3 separate regions of the Gossypium hirsutum genome follow, and regions 2 and 3 are each linked to region 1. Evidence: chromatin contacts called from public Hi-C data. All regions are on one chromosome and are shown on one strand. The core of a region is the stretch at or near the end of the contact, and the rest is flanking DNA. Distances in the headings are between cores, read along the strand shown.

Region 1 (4,372 bases), core at 861-3,360:
AGGGTTAAATAAAGTATTTTTTTTCTTTAATATATATGGATTATAAAAGATCAGATTAGGAGGGAGGGAATGAGATTGATAATGTATTGGTAAAGGGAAAAAAATAAAGAGAAAAATCAAATATATACTAACAAATAATAACGTGGTAGGTTTTAGTCTTTCAATTCTAATGGGGATTCATTATTTTTTAGGAGTCGTGTTTACATTGACAATCTAAGACCATATAAAAGCTTTATTTAGATAAAAACATGAGTCACATAGGGATAGGGTTTGACCATATAAGGTTAACCATTTAGTTAACTTTATTATTACTTATAATTTCATATAACATTTTTTAAAAAAAATTGAGACTTGTAACCAAAAATAAAATAAAAGATAAATTCGAATATAAATTATTGATAGAAAAAACCAAGTAAAAATATGAGTAAAATTGAAGACATTAACAAATAAAAAAAATAACAGGAAGAATAATGCAATTAATAAAACATTGAAGCTAATTTTTAATGTAAAAGTGTTTTTAAGTACAATCAATCAATGCTTATAAATAGACCATTTCATGGACCAGAAAAGGAAGGCCCTTTCCATAGGAAATAAATCTTAGAGAGATATATTAAATACATTATTTGAAATTAATGTTGTATTAAATATAGTTATGATTTTTAATATGTCACACATTTACAAATCTAAAATAAAAAATGAAACCTCAATCAATGCATATATTTTTATGTATTAAATAGCATAAAGTATATTTATGTTGTTTTAAATAAATAAATAAATAAAACAATAAAACGTAAGAAAATCCTTGTAAATTTAAAAACAAAAATTATTTATAGCTTAGCTAATATAATGATTGAATTAAAAAAAAGAGTATCTCAAGTCACTCTTAAGTTTTTAACTTTAAGGTGAATCGATCCTAAAATACGATGCCTAAAATTAAAAGCAAACACAGAATTTGTTTTAGGAAGGCATTTTTAATAGTAACTGTGTTTCTTGTAGTAAAAAACAATGTTATTATTAAAATAATCTGAAAGTAATTATGAAATAAGCACGTGGCAACAGCAGACATCCCCAACCAACCCGTTTTCCCATCCCATAATGCGAACACCTTTCAAATAAAATCGGATGACGTCACAAATCTTTAACCCATAATATCCATTCACATCTTTATCGAATCCGCCACGCGTCCCTCTTCCTACTTTCTTGTTTCCTTTCATTATATCAACTCTTCCACGCGCCATTTTTTGCCAAGTGACCCTCACTCCATTTAACTATTCACTTCCAACTTTACATAGATATTCCTCTTCGATTCTTTTATTTTTAGTGAAAATTATTTTATTAATTCTTATTAGGTTTGTTACATACATAAACTTTTCAAATATATATATTTAGTTGTTTCTTTTTTAAATATATAAAATATTATTTTATATATATAATAACCTTAAAGAACGTGAAATTAATAATTTTTATATCTTTAAAAAATAAATTTTATTTTATGAATAAAAGTTAGTAATTCCATCGGATGTAATTACATGTGTTTAGCTATTTATTATAATTAGTGGTTTTATTGAGGTGAAGGAATTACAATTTCTTTAATTGCAAGGTGTAATTATAATTCTTACAATTGTTAAAAAAATTCATTTTCTGTTGAATTTTTTAATAATTTGGTTATAAATTTATTTTTATAGTAAATTTGTAAAAGAGATTTGAAAATTTACTACTGTGATTAGTTGGAAGGAAGGTGGGATCACGGCGAGAAGTGGCGAGTGGAGGCATTAAGATATGAAACAATAGGCACCGAATTTAGAGGTAGAAAGCTAATGAACAAGGACCATGTGTCCACTTTCTCGAACCTCCCCCTTTTGTGCTCTTTTCCATTTCATTCAACAGTAGAAAAATACTCTGCTCTCTAGACAATGCCCACGTGTCCCTCTCTTTCGGCAGTGCTGTACACTAGCCTTCTTCCCATTGGTTCTGTCTGTGGACCCTCTTACTTTTCATTTGGGTTCCACCTCTTAACTTTCGACCAATCAAAACACTCAGCTGTTCCTTTCTTGCCCTAGCCACGTGTTGCTTCTCTGTTAATTTGCCGCTAGATTATCGCTTCTCATAACCAAAACCCTCTGGAAAAAAAAAAAAAAGGGAAGCGGAGCAGAGTTAGCTACACAGGTGGGAAGCGACAAGAAGGGAAGCGAAGCTTTGATTCTATTCTGGAGGTGGTTTAAACGGCGTCAGAGAGATGAACGGTGAAGAGAAGCGGAGCAGGGTTAGCTACGCAGGTGGTGCACCAGATAAGATGGTGATAAACCCGATAATGTTAAGATTCCGGCCGATAGCCCCTAAACCGGTTTCCGGTGAGTCAGGTTCTGATGGGGTTCGGTTTGATAACAAAAATTTGTTGCTTTGTAATCCAAGAGCTAAAAGAAAGTACGTTAGGGTTCGAAAGAATAATATGAGAAGAAAGAAAAGATCATCGTCAGATCAAGCTCATCATGATGAAGCTTCAAACAATCCTCAGACGATTGTTACTTTGCAGCTATTGCCTGAGAAAACTGAAGGGAACGGATCGATTAACAATCAAAACGGTAGAGTTTTGGGGGAAAATCAAGATCCACTTTATTTATGTAACTTGAACTTCAATAACCGTTGGGTTGATCGTTTGGGAGCTGTGGAAGAACCTAATCGGACGGTTCTGATGAGTCAAACGAGGAAAGCAACGGTGGTGGAGTCGTGGGTGACGGTGGAGAGCGTGACGGACAGTTGCATGGAAGTGAGACAGCTAGGGAGTACGGACGTGGAGATGATAAAGAATCTGGAGAGTGACACGTGTCCAGGGTTTATATCAGATGGTTTGAATAGGGTTCAGTGGGTTAATGGAGCTTACAAGAGGATGTTGATGGTAGTAGGGGAAGCAAATGACGGCCGGCCGCCACCGGAGATAATGGTCTGGCTTGTGTTCAAACAAGAATTGCCTAGGTTTTGCACTGCATTTTCATGCAAGGTAAGGTTGCAGTATACATGGCACAAGGAGAAGTTCTCAAGGATGTTGCCATGTGATGTCTGGAAAATGGAAGGCAGTGGTGGTGGTGGTTGTTTAGCGTGGCGGCTGGACGTCGAGGCTGCTCTCAGTCTCGGCCGGTGAGGGAAATGAGGATTCAAAGGAGTAAATAAGGGGGGAAATGAAGCAAATTAATAGAATAATCAGGTAATGTGGACTGTTTATTTTAGTAAAAAGAAGAGAATTCAACAGAAAAAATGAAGACTAAACACAAAGCAAACAAGCAAAAACAAATGGGGTGAATTATTAACTATTAACCAATCAATCTCCATATTCTTAGGAATCCTGAACTCTTGAATTTTGCTTTTATTAAATCTATATTTTTGTGTAGTTTATAGTGTTAGTAGCAAAGTGTTGGGTTGGCAAAGCAAGATTTGCTGGCAGCTGGTACGAATAACTTTCCTTTTTCTTTTTCATCTCTTAATTTTATTGGGACAAGTATTGGACAGGTGGTGGATGCTACTCAATCTCGATACAATTAAAACAACCCCAGGATATATATTATATACATATAACCAACAAACTGTTGAGGTGATAGCGACTTTATCACATAATAGTAAAAATATGAGTTCGATATGACGGGATATATTGGGTTTACACAAAAAATTATATGTAAATATATGCATGTGTATGTGTCGGGATAAAGCTAGATAACCTAGGCTACTTTAATGATATATGTATATATTATATAATGGCTAGGTTAGAGTAACTGGTGAAGAGGAGGTGTATTGTTTTTTGTGGAGTTTGCTGATTTTGGCTGGTAGGTAGGTTGGTTCACTAATTGAGTTGATAAAGGTTTTGGTTGTGGTGTGATATGAGGATTGGGTGCTTGATTTTGGGTTTTTGGCCTCAATGCCTTGAGCTCTTGTGCTTCATATGCGCTAGAGATTTTGTCTATGTTTTCGGATTTTGAGTTTATGTTCAGCCATGCACCCTAGAGCTAGCTAGGATCGATAAAAGAGCTGAAATAAATAATGTTATCATGCACCCTCCAAATTAAACAAACTATGTTGATTACTAGGACGTCTATGTTTTCACAGCTAACAACTGTGTCTGCCACGATCTAGCAAACTATAGTAGAAGAGTTGAAAACACTGCTGACGTATTACACGAATTTCAATGTTAAAGAGTATTCTTTCAAGGTTGGATAGATAGGCTAAAGTAATATATAACAATGAAATAGAGGATGATGATTAAGAGAACATTGGCATTTGAGTGAATTTTAGGGTTTCTTAATGTGGTTTTATCTGTGCTTATTATTCTAGGGATAGCATTTATGTCATGTAATACAATAATCTTGCCATCAAGTCAAGATTA
Region 2 (4,372 bases), core at 744-3,243, 210 kb before region 1:
TTTTTTGCAGGAGGCATAGGCTTAGAAGTCTCTATGTCCTCAGAAGGAGCTTTACTTTGTACCAACTGGGTACCAGTAACTGGTAACTTCTTCTCAATGTTTTTCCACCTTACCTCAAAAAACTTGTTAAGGGTATCAGCCATAATGTGGACATCATTTCCAGGGGGATTATAGGTCATTGCATTACTGAAAGTAAGCTTCACATCATCATGAAACTCCAAAGGGGTTGCATATGCCCCTGATGCCATCTTCTTTTTAATCGTTCCTAGGTCCATGGGCTGCTTTATAACAGTAAAGTAATCTGGAATATTCAACTTGACTATATCTACCGGTTGGTTGAAGACCCACCCATACTGATGGCTCATCAGTCGTTTTAGAAGACCCTCACACTGCTTCATCAACATCATATTTGAGGTGTTCGATGCTGAAGCATGTTTTGCAGACTCAGATTTTCCTGAAAAAGTCCGATTAAACGCACGAGCCTTGCCACTCAAAGGATTCCCTTTCTTCCCAGGTCCAGAAGCCATCATGGATGATTTCTGAAAATCCCGTGCGTGAGGTAAAATTTGTCCATTGCTGCAACTAAGAATATCACTGGAAGATGACACAGTAACCCCATTTGTCCTTTGCAACTCAACTTTCTTCTGAAGCATCCGAATCTGCTCCAATTCATGTCTCAACCTATGCATCAAATCCTTTCTTTCAAACTGTGACAATTTTGACAGTGACAGCACTTCCGTACGGACACCAAAGGTGCCAAGTTTATCAGGGTTCAAACTGATACATTTTCTCTGCGGTGCACTTGAATCTTCTGAAGCAGTAAACTCCATATCAATTCTTCCTGAGCTACCAGATCCCTCTGATTCACCAGGAGGCTCATACGGGCCACAGTAATACTCTCCTGCAAACCTATCACGCTTTGCCAACATCTTAGCCAAAGCACCTTTCTTCTTATATCCCTTTATTCAGTGTAAAGGAGCTGCTGACTTAATTGCCGCACTCTGAAGATATCAGCCATAGGAGCAAAATTATCCCATCTGATTTTCTAGAGTAACTATAAATCCACCCTTTAACTACAACTACTAGAGTAAAGGTCAGTAAAAGTTTTAAACAAGTTTAAATCAATTCCCACCGCACTTACCCAAATATAAAATATTTAACCATTGTGAATACTTTCTTGAACTATTTATCTTTTGAAAGACACAAATTCACTAGATTAAACACTAGAGAAGAGAACATTAATAGGAACCAAATTCTCCCATTCCACAGTGAATAAATCCAGATTTAAAATTTTCCCGACGATGGGAAAGGAATTAAACAGCACGAGAATAAATTGAACTTATTCACAGTTCAATTAAAGCAGCTCTTACCTGCATTTACCCAGATCCTGAATTTTATTTACACTACCCATCTTTAGAAACCCCAAATTCACCACATTAATTAAGAAAAAAACCCACCATATTGAACTCTATAAAACACCTAAAAGGCAAGAACGCGAAATTCGCATTTAATAAAATTTCAATCATGCAGGAAAGCTAAAATTGCAAGTAGAAAAACTAGCTTACTGATTTAAATTGAAAATATATAGTATCATTTACTAGATAAAGCCTCAAATCTTTACAACAGAAGAAGCTTGATACAACAAAAACCCTAATCCAATATCAAACCCCTCTCGCCCTAAGAATAAAACCCAAACCCGGATCCAAAAAGAAATCTAAAACCCATAAGAAACCAGTAACAATTACCAGTCTGTCACTGCTCGCTCACTGTTCCTCCTATGTCGAGAACCCTTTCTTCCCTTCCTCAATCGTTTCGCCGACAAAGTAAAAGAGAGAAGCAAAAAAAAAAGGCACAAACAGGAGAAAACTCTAGATCAAGAAACCCTAGAGAAACTAATAATTAATATTCTTAAAATAGAAAGGAAAAATGTTTTATTGAATTTTAAAATTTTGGATCGAAAAAGATTATTGGCGAGATCAGGAAGGGAGTTTAACTTCGTATCTCGTCTCTCTATTTAAAGGGCTTTTGCTTCTTTTGGAGAAATTATGACCGCTAGATTCAGGATGAAAGTCAACGGACGGTTCGATTTAAGATCGATCTCGAACGTCCGCTTTTGGCATGCTGATTTAGCACTATTAATCATTCAAATTTGTTTTTTGTCAATTATTGTTTTAGTCCCTGTACTATTCTAAAATTCAAAATTTATTCCTTCTACTTCAATTTCCCATAATTTTTTTTATGATGTCATTAATAGCACCATTCACACTTACGGGGAAGGCAATAAAGCAGCTGGTGCTCTATGTCGAATGGCTAGTTCCATGCTACCGAATCTTTCAGTTTTCACTTCGCCTTTAAATGAAGGGATTCACGAACTGCATCACAATGTACTTAGGATAGTTCCTTAATTCCCTATTATTTCTCTTATTCCTACCATTAAAGTAATAATATTTTTTTAAAATTATTACTCAATTACACAATCGATGAAAAATCTAGTCAACTAGTAACAAAATTCACATTTTAATCAAATATTTAATTTTTATTTTTTATCTAAAAATTATGTCATAACGACAATAAATAATAGTGTTATCAATTTTAACCTACTAATAATATAATAAAAACAAAGAGATCAAATTATATTAAATTAAAAAAATTAAATTTCAAATTTCAAGATATTATTTAAATAAAAATTAGAATTTTTTTTTTTTGGATAAAAGCTTGTTTTTGTTCTACATAGGTATTATAGAAACCTCACTCAACCTAGGTATAGTCTACCCGACTTTCTACACCCATATACAACATGGCACATAAAAGATTCAACTCTTATCAAATGTCTCAAAGTTCTTGTTTGAGCAAAAATGGTCAACACCACAAACCAATTCACTCTCCGCTATAATATCGCATATGGTATCCAAGATCATGTAATCTATAATTTAATCCTATAAACACAACATTTCATTCGTAAAGTTTGACACTTGAAAAAACTCAAATCACTTTTGTACATGTTTTAAAGGTTCGACTAAAAAAATGATAATCTCTCTCTTTTTCTCTTCATGGATAACAAACCATGAAAAGTTAAACAAAAATATGAAGTCAGTCCCGTCAACAAAGGCTATGTTCATCTAGGCTATGTTCATCTCTAACCTTGATAAGATAGTGACTATCAAATTTAGGCATGATGAGCAATTGACTCATGTTAGATGTAATATCCCGAATTAGGGCCTAATCGGAATAGTGGTTTCAGGACCACAAATCCGAGATAAAATGTAATGACCCAAAATTCACGGGCATCGGAAAAGTATAATATCGGGCCTCCGTCTTAGTAAATTGAGTTCGAAAATAATTATTAGAAATATTTACTAGACTAGTTGTGTGTTTAATTAGGTTTTAGATCGATGAATTTAGCTTAATTATGAGTAATTAGCAAAAAGGATTAAATTGCAATAGAAGTGAAAGTTAATTATAGATTAAAGGAAAATAATAGGGACCAAATGGGCAATTAAGCCACATTTGGAAGTTGAGGCGGCATAACATTGTAAAAATCTTAGATTTTTATATTATTATTTATATAAATATATAAATTAATTATAAAGTATATTATTAAATTAATTACATTATAAATATTATATTAAGAAATAAATTAAATAAAGACAAATGTATGGTGATAATTTAATACAAGTGTATTAATAAAATACATACATTTGTAATATTTTTATTAATTACTAAGTAGATATTTGTTTTAATTATTATTATATTAAAGTAATTAAATAAAAGGAAATAAAAAGAAAAAGAAAGAAACAAAACAGAAAAGAAACAGAATAGAAAGAACAAAGGAACAGAGAAAGAGACGAAACAGGGGAGAAACAGGGGAGAAAGAAAGAAAGAAAAAGAAAAAGGGAAAATATGGTTTTTGAAGCTTGAATTTAATTTGGTAAGTCAAATTAGCCCTTTTCTCTTAATTCTAATGTTTTAAAAGCTTTAAAACAAATTTTTGATGGAATTAAGTTGATATTTTGTAAGTTCATAGGTTTTCAAGTATATTTTATGTTGAATAAATTGTTGAATTAGGGATTAAATTGAATGAATTTTAAGTTAGAATTGAAAAAGGGATTAAATTGTAAAAGAAACTATAAGTTTTATATTCTAGGGACTAAATTGAGGGAAATTCGAAATTAGGAAAATATGCCGAAATTTTAATAGTTAAATTTGAGTTTGGATGAAATTTGAATAGAAATAGAGTGTGAATTGAACTAGAAAAGTAAGTGAATTTAGTTAGGATTAAATTGAGAATAAGGAAGAAATTGAATAGAAATTTAATTATTTATCATAATTAGTGCTGAAATTAATAGTATAAATTATTATCATTTTCGTAGCT
Region 3 (4,372 bases), core at 1,279-3,778, 130 kb before region 1:
CAAATGTTCCCTTTAAATGTTGTTAGGGAGAATATTCACAGAGTTAGAGATACTTTGTATTAGTTGTATGATGAGTATAAGGCTTTGTATTCTCCTTTAATTGATGACTTTGATGATTATGGAAATGGAACGTCAAATGTTGTTGGAGGAAGCCTTCCAGGGATGTCTAGGGTTTTACAAGTTGTGAGAAGTGGAGTGAATGAGGCTAAGAAATCGGAAGTTGATATGTATATTGAAGAAGGCACCTTTGATTTTCAAGAAAGTAGGTTTGATGCCTTGGAGTGGTGGAAGGATAGAACTACAAAATTTCGCATTTTGTCTAAAGAGATTGTTGATCTCATGGCTATTCCTATTACTATCTTTTGCTTCCGAGGCTACATTTAGTGTAGGGAGTCGCGTAATCGATTCATATAGAGCTTCATTACTTCTAGAAATAGTACAAATGTTGATTTGCACAAGAGATTGGTGTAGATCCACTTATGGAGTGAAGAGAATGAACAAAGTAAGGATAATTATCTTATATTTTATATTTTTTATATTTCTCTTATCATTTTGAATATAGTTTATCTAATTACAATGTCATATACTCATATTTGCAGTTTATTGATGACCACCTTCCAAAATAAATCATTCTTCCCATTCCCTAGATTGTTTTTCTTTCACTTCTTTCTTGTCCTCTTTAATTTTATATTACTTAAATAGATCATTTATGAATTTTCATAGTTTTTTACTGATTGTGTTCGAAATTTTTTTGGAGGGGATGGAATAGGAAAATGATTCAGGAAGACAACTTCGTCGTTTATTTTGTAGTAGTTATGAACTTGTGAAAATCTATTTGCTGTGACTTTGAGACTTTTTAATGGTGTTTGCATTTGTTTTGGTTTATGGATAAACTTTGAATATAACTTTTTCAGATTGTGAGACATTTGACTTTCAACATAGTAATTTAAATGTTAATTTGTTTTTTCAAGTTTTTAAGCTCATTCTTCATCTTTCCTATTTCAAATGGTTGTAAACATGGAGCAAATGACGTTAGAACTACAAATGAGAAACCTTTAATATGAGAAATCTTTTTTTAGAACTACAAATGTCCTCTTAATTACATTTTGAAGCTTTGAATGTATCAAATTAAAGAGTTTGCAAGTCGTCTCTGGTGCTTGTGTTTGGTTCCATTCTCTCAAATGGTATCATACCCCATGCATGCGAGAAAATCTTTTACACTTACATAACTAGTATCTATTATATAATATTTGGGTTCATGGTCTATAACTTTAATTATAAAATTTTAATATAACTTAATTTAGAGCAAAAATTAAACTAGATTATAACCTTTTAAATTAGGTTAAAATAATATAATTTTTTTATAAAATAAGATTTTATAAAATATTCAATAACTTCTATAACGCTTTTTATAAATAATATTACTTTTTGTTGTAACTTCAGAAAATTATTTTTTATAAATAAGTTATAAAAAAAAGTTTGTAACATTTTTAATAAGTAAGTATATTATTATTTTTATAATATAAGATGAACATGTAAATAAGTTATGTTTATATTTTTTAACCATTTTTTTCATAAATAAGTACATTATAACACTTTTATAATACATAAATTATTTTTTATAATATACTTTTCGGCCATAATATTAGAAACTTTTTAGGATTTAAATAGTACAAATTTTTTTGTTATAACTTTATAAAATAAATATAAATTGTTTTTATAATATATATATTTATTTATAATATAATTTTAAAACTTTTTTACCCATAGTTATCCTAAACATTCGTACATGGTCATGTTTGTAATATAACTTGTATAAAAAGTAAATTTTTAAAGCTAAATCATATATGAGTGTTTGGAAAGTCATAGAGTAATTGGATTTGAATGTAATTATCTGCCTAATTACTCTAAACTTAAGAATTGAAAAGTGTAATTAGGGTGCTCCAAGTACACTAAATTTAATTATGCTCACCAATTACAATGGTTAGCTAAAGATGCAACTCTTATGTAATTATAAGCAATTACACTCAAATTTAATTATTATGTGGCTTTCCAAACACAACTTAAAAATTAATCCAATTAAGTAAAATCATAAAATAAAGAGATAATTTATTTAAAATCAACTCTATATTTAACATATAAAAAATTATAAGTCGATTGAGTCTTAGCTTGGTTGGTATGGACATTGTTGCCAGTGCAGGAGGACGTGAGTTTGAGTGTATTGAAGCGTATTTATCCTCCTATTTAAGGGTTGAGATGAGTTATGAGTAGTACTAAACATTAGATCAGTTTAAAAACTTTCAAATACATTCACAATCGAATTATCATAAAAAATAAACTGTATGAAAACATGACTATTTTTTATTTATTTTATAAATCTCACATTGCTATAGCGTATATATATGATTAGATAGATATATATACTAGATTTTATGATGAAAAAGTATATTAATATAATATGGCATAATGACTTGGGTCATCATTTATTATGAGCCCAAGAATATGGGTCATATATTTTAGTCTTAGCCCGTTTAGGCATCTAGGCTACAGCGGCTTTCAATGATCGAAGCATTTGCAAAGAAATAGCCAAGTAGGCCATTCCGTACATGTTTAACTTTGAACAAAACGTCAAAATCTTACCAAAAAGAATAATTAAATTTAAAGAAACTTAGATCACTAAGTAGTTTTTGAATTATTGGCATTGCATGATTGAATTATTGGCATTGCATGCTTATCCATCTTTATTGGAAGATTTTTTTTTTGATTCTCTTTAGATGTCAATGAAAGTGAAAACCCAATCCACTATTATTATTATTATTAGTAATAAAATTGGCATTACCCTTTAAAACTTCCTCATTAATTAAGTTTTTTATTTTATTTTTTCCATTCAATTGCATAATAAAAATGGATTATAAAATTCCACTGTAATCAGGTTACCTAATATAAACTAGTTTTTGATCCGGATGATGTATAGGTTTTAACTATTATGATAATATATATTTTAGCAAATAAAATAGACATTTTCTAATTAAATCAAATATAAATATTAAAAAAAAATCAATTTTAACATAATTAAAATTTATGTAATTAAATAAAAATTTTAATAATATTTTGAAATTTTAATACCATTTGGCATCTCTTCATACCTGTTACATTCTGAAAATCGGGTTAGAAGAAATTGAAATTGTGAAATTATGTCAAAGGAATTAATTTGGTTTAGTGGATAAGTGTTGTGTATGTGTATGAGAGGTTTTGGATTTGAATCTTTTGCCTTGTATTTTTGCTATTTTTGCTTAAACCCTTCTTTGAACATCTAATCTATAAATTATTTTTGCTCATTTAATGTTAAGGTTGAGTCTACTGGTTTAGTGTTTAGGTTTCAGCTTTCTCTTTGGTCTTATTATGTTTGAATCTTTGCTTGAGCAAAATGGTAAATATTTTAAGTTATTTTTATTTGTTTTTGTTTTAACAATAAAAAAGATATTCCTATCTTTGCTCCCAATAATAACTGTCCAGCCCCCTATATTTTCCATGTTTATTTTCTTTCTTTTGTCTTTTCTCTTCTTTCTTTTTTCCTCCATGTTTCTTCTTTCTTTTTCGCTTCTTGTTTAGTTGGTTCTTGACTTCTACTAATCAATTTTTGTTTGCATTCGTGTGGGTTATATCTCTTGAATAATAGTTCATGCAAAGGGTAAGTATCATTTAGTTATTTTTCTTGAGATTTTGCTTTTAGTTCGTTTTAATAAGGTATTGTTGTTTTGATATCATTTTTGTTCGGTATGATGAGTGGTAATTCTGTGGTTTCTGTTAGACAAAAAGGGTGTAAATCAAGACCCTCCAGCAAAGTAGGCTTGATTGTGGAACGCTTTTTCGAATAGGTGAGTAAGCAATTTGTAATTTAGGATCTGAAATTTCGATTTAATCGATGTGAATTGGAGATGATTTTTCTTTCATTTAATTAGTACAGGTGATGAACAATTGTAGGTTTTTGGAATTTCTTGTCGCATATTCGATCAAATAAAAAATCAGGTGTGTGAAACTAACCTGATTCATCATTTGAAACTTGATAAAATGTGAATCAGGGGCTGTTTTAGAAGATCGTGTGGGGTACACGGCCGCGTGAAATCATGCAAGTCATATGGGTAGGCCATGTAGGGCACACAACCGTGTGAAATCATGCAGGCCATGTGGGTAGGCCGTGGGGCATCGGTTGTGTGAAATCATGCAGACCATGTAGGCTTTTGGGGCCAATTTTTAGGCTCAATTAGGAGACTCATAAATTGGGTCCGTGGGCATTATGTAGGCCTAGAAAAGCATAAGTTTTTGTAAACAAACATGGGTAAGTGTAGGAGGTATGTTAAATAGGTTTCGA

Evidence for each region. Hi-C and Micro-C count contacts between places; a contact is called where the count stands out from the background.
Region 2: a Hi-C map of leaf shows a contact between it and region 1, with 2.4 times the contacts expected there. The contact joins the promoter of LOC107888707 here to the promoter of LOC107888720 in region 1. A contact is called at or near these places in 8 of 34 Hi-C or Micro-C datasets (callus, hypocotyl and leaf).
Region 3: a Hi-C map of leaf shows a contact between it and region 1, with 5 times the contacts expected there. The contact joins the enhancer-like site here to the promoter of LOC107888720 in region 1. A contact is called at or near these places in 2 of 34 Hi-C or Micro-C datasets (hypocotyl and leaf).

Annotation. Positions count from the first base shown.
Region 1 is chrA09:15,386,727-15,391,098 of Gossypium_hirsutum_v2.1, forward strand. It overlaps LOC107888720, which reads left to right and starts at 2,111. Exons shown (of 2, transcript XM_041077803.1): 1 at 2,111-3,202; 2 at 3,387-4,372. The coding sequence starts at 2,237. The coding sequence ends at 3,139. The region is part of intron 1 of LOC107888721; the gene reads left to right.
Region 2 is chrA09:15,176,920-15,181,291 of Gossypium_hirsutum_v2.1, forward strand. LOC107888707 (transcription factor GTE8) reads right to left here and starts at 1,994. Exons shown (of 10, transcript XM_016812884.2): 1 at 1-1,994. The coding sequence starts at 929.
Region 3 is chrA09:15,251,438-15,255,809 of Gossypium_hirsutum_v2.1, forward strand. No RefSeq gene overlaps it. Among protein-coding and RNA genes, the nearest start is that of LOC121206861, 70 kb to the right of the region's middle. Within about 2 kb of position 2,529, at least 2 of the 9 cell types and tissues checked have an H3K27ac peak or open chromatin away from gene starts, as enhancers often do. A contact at or near this core is called in hypocotyl and leaf, where this site is marked.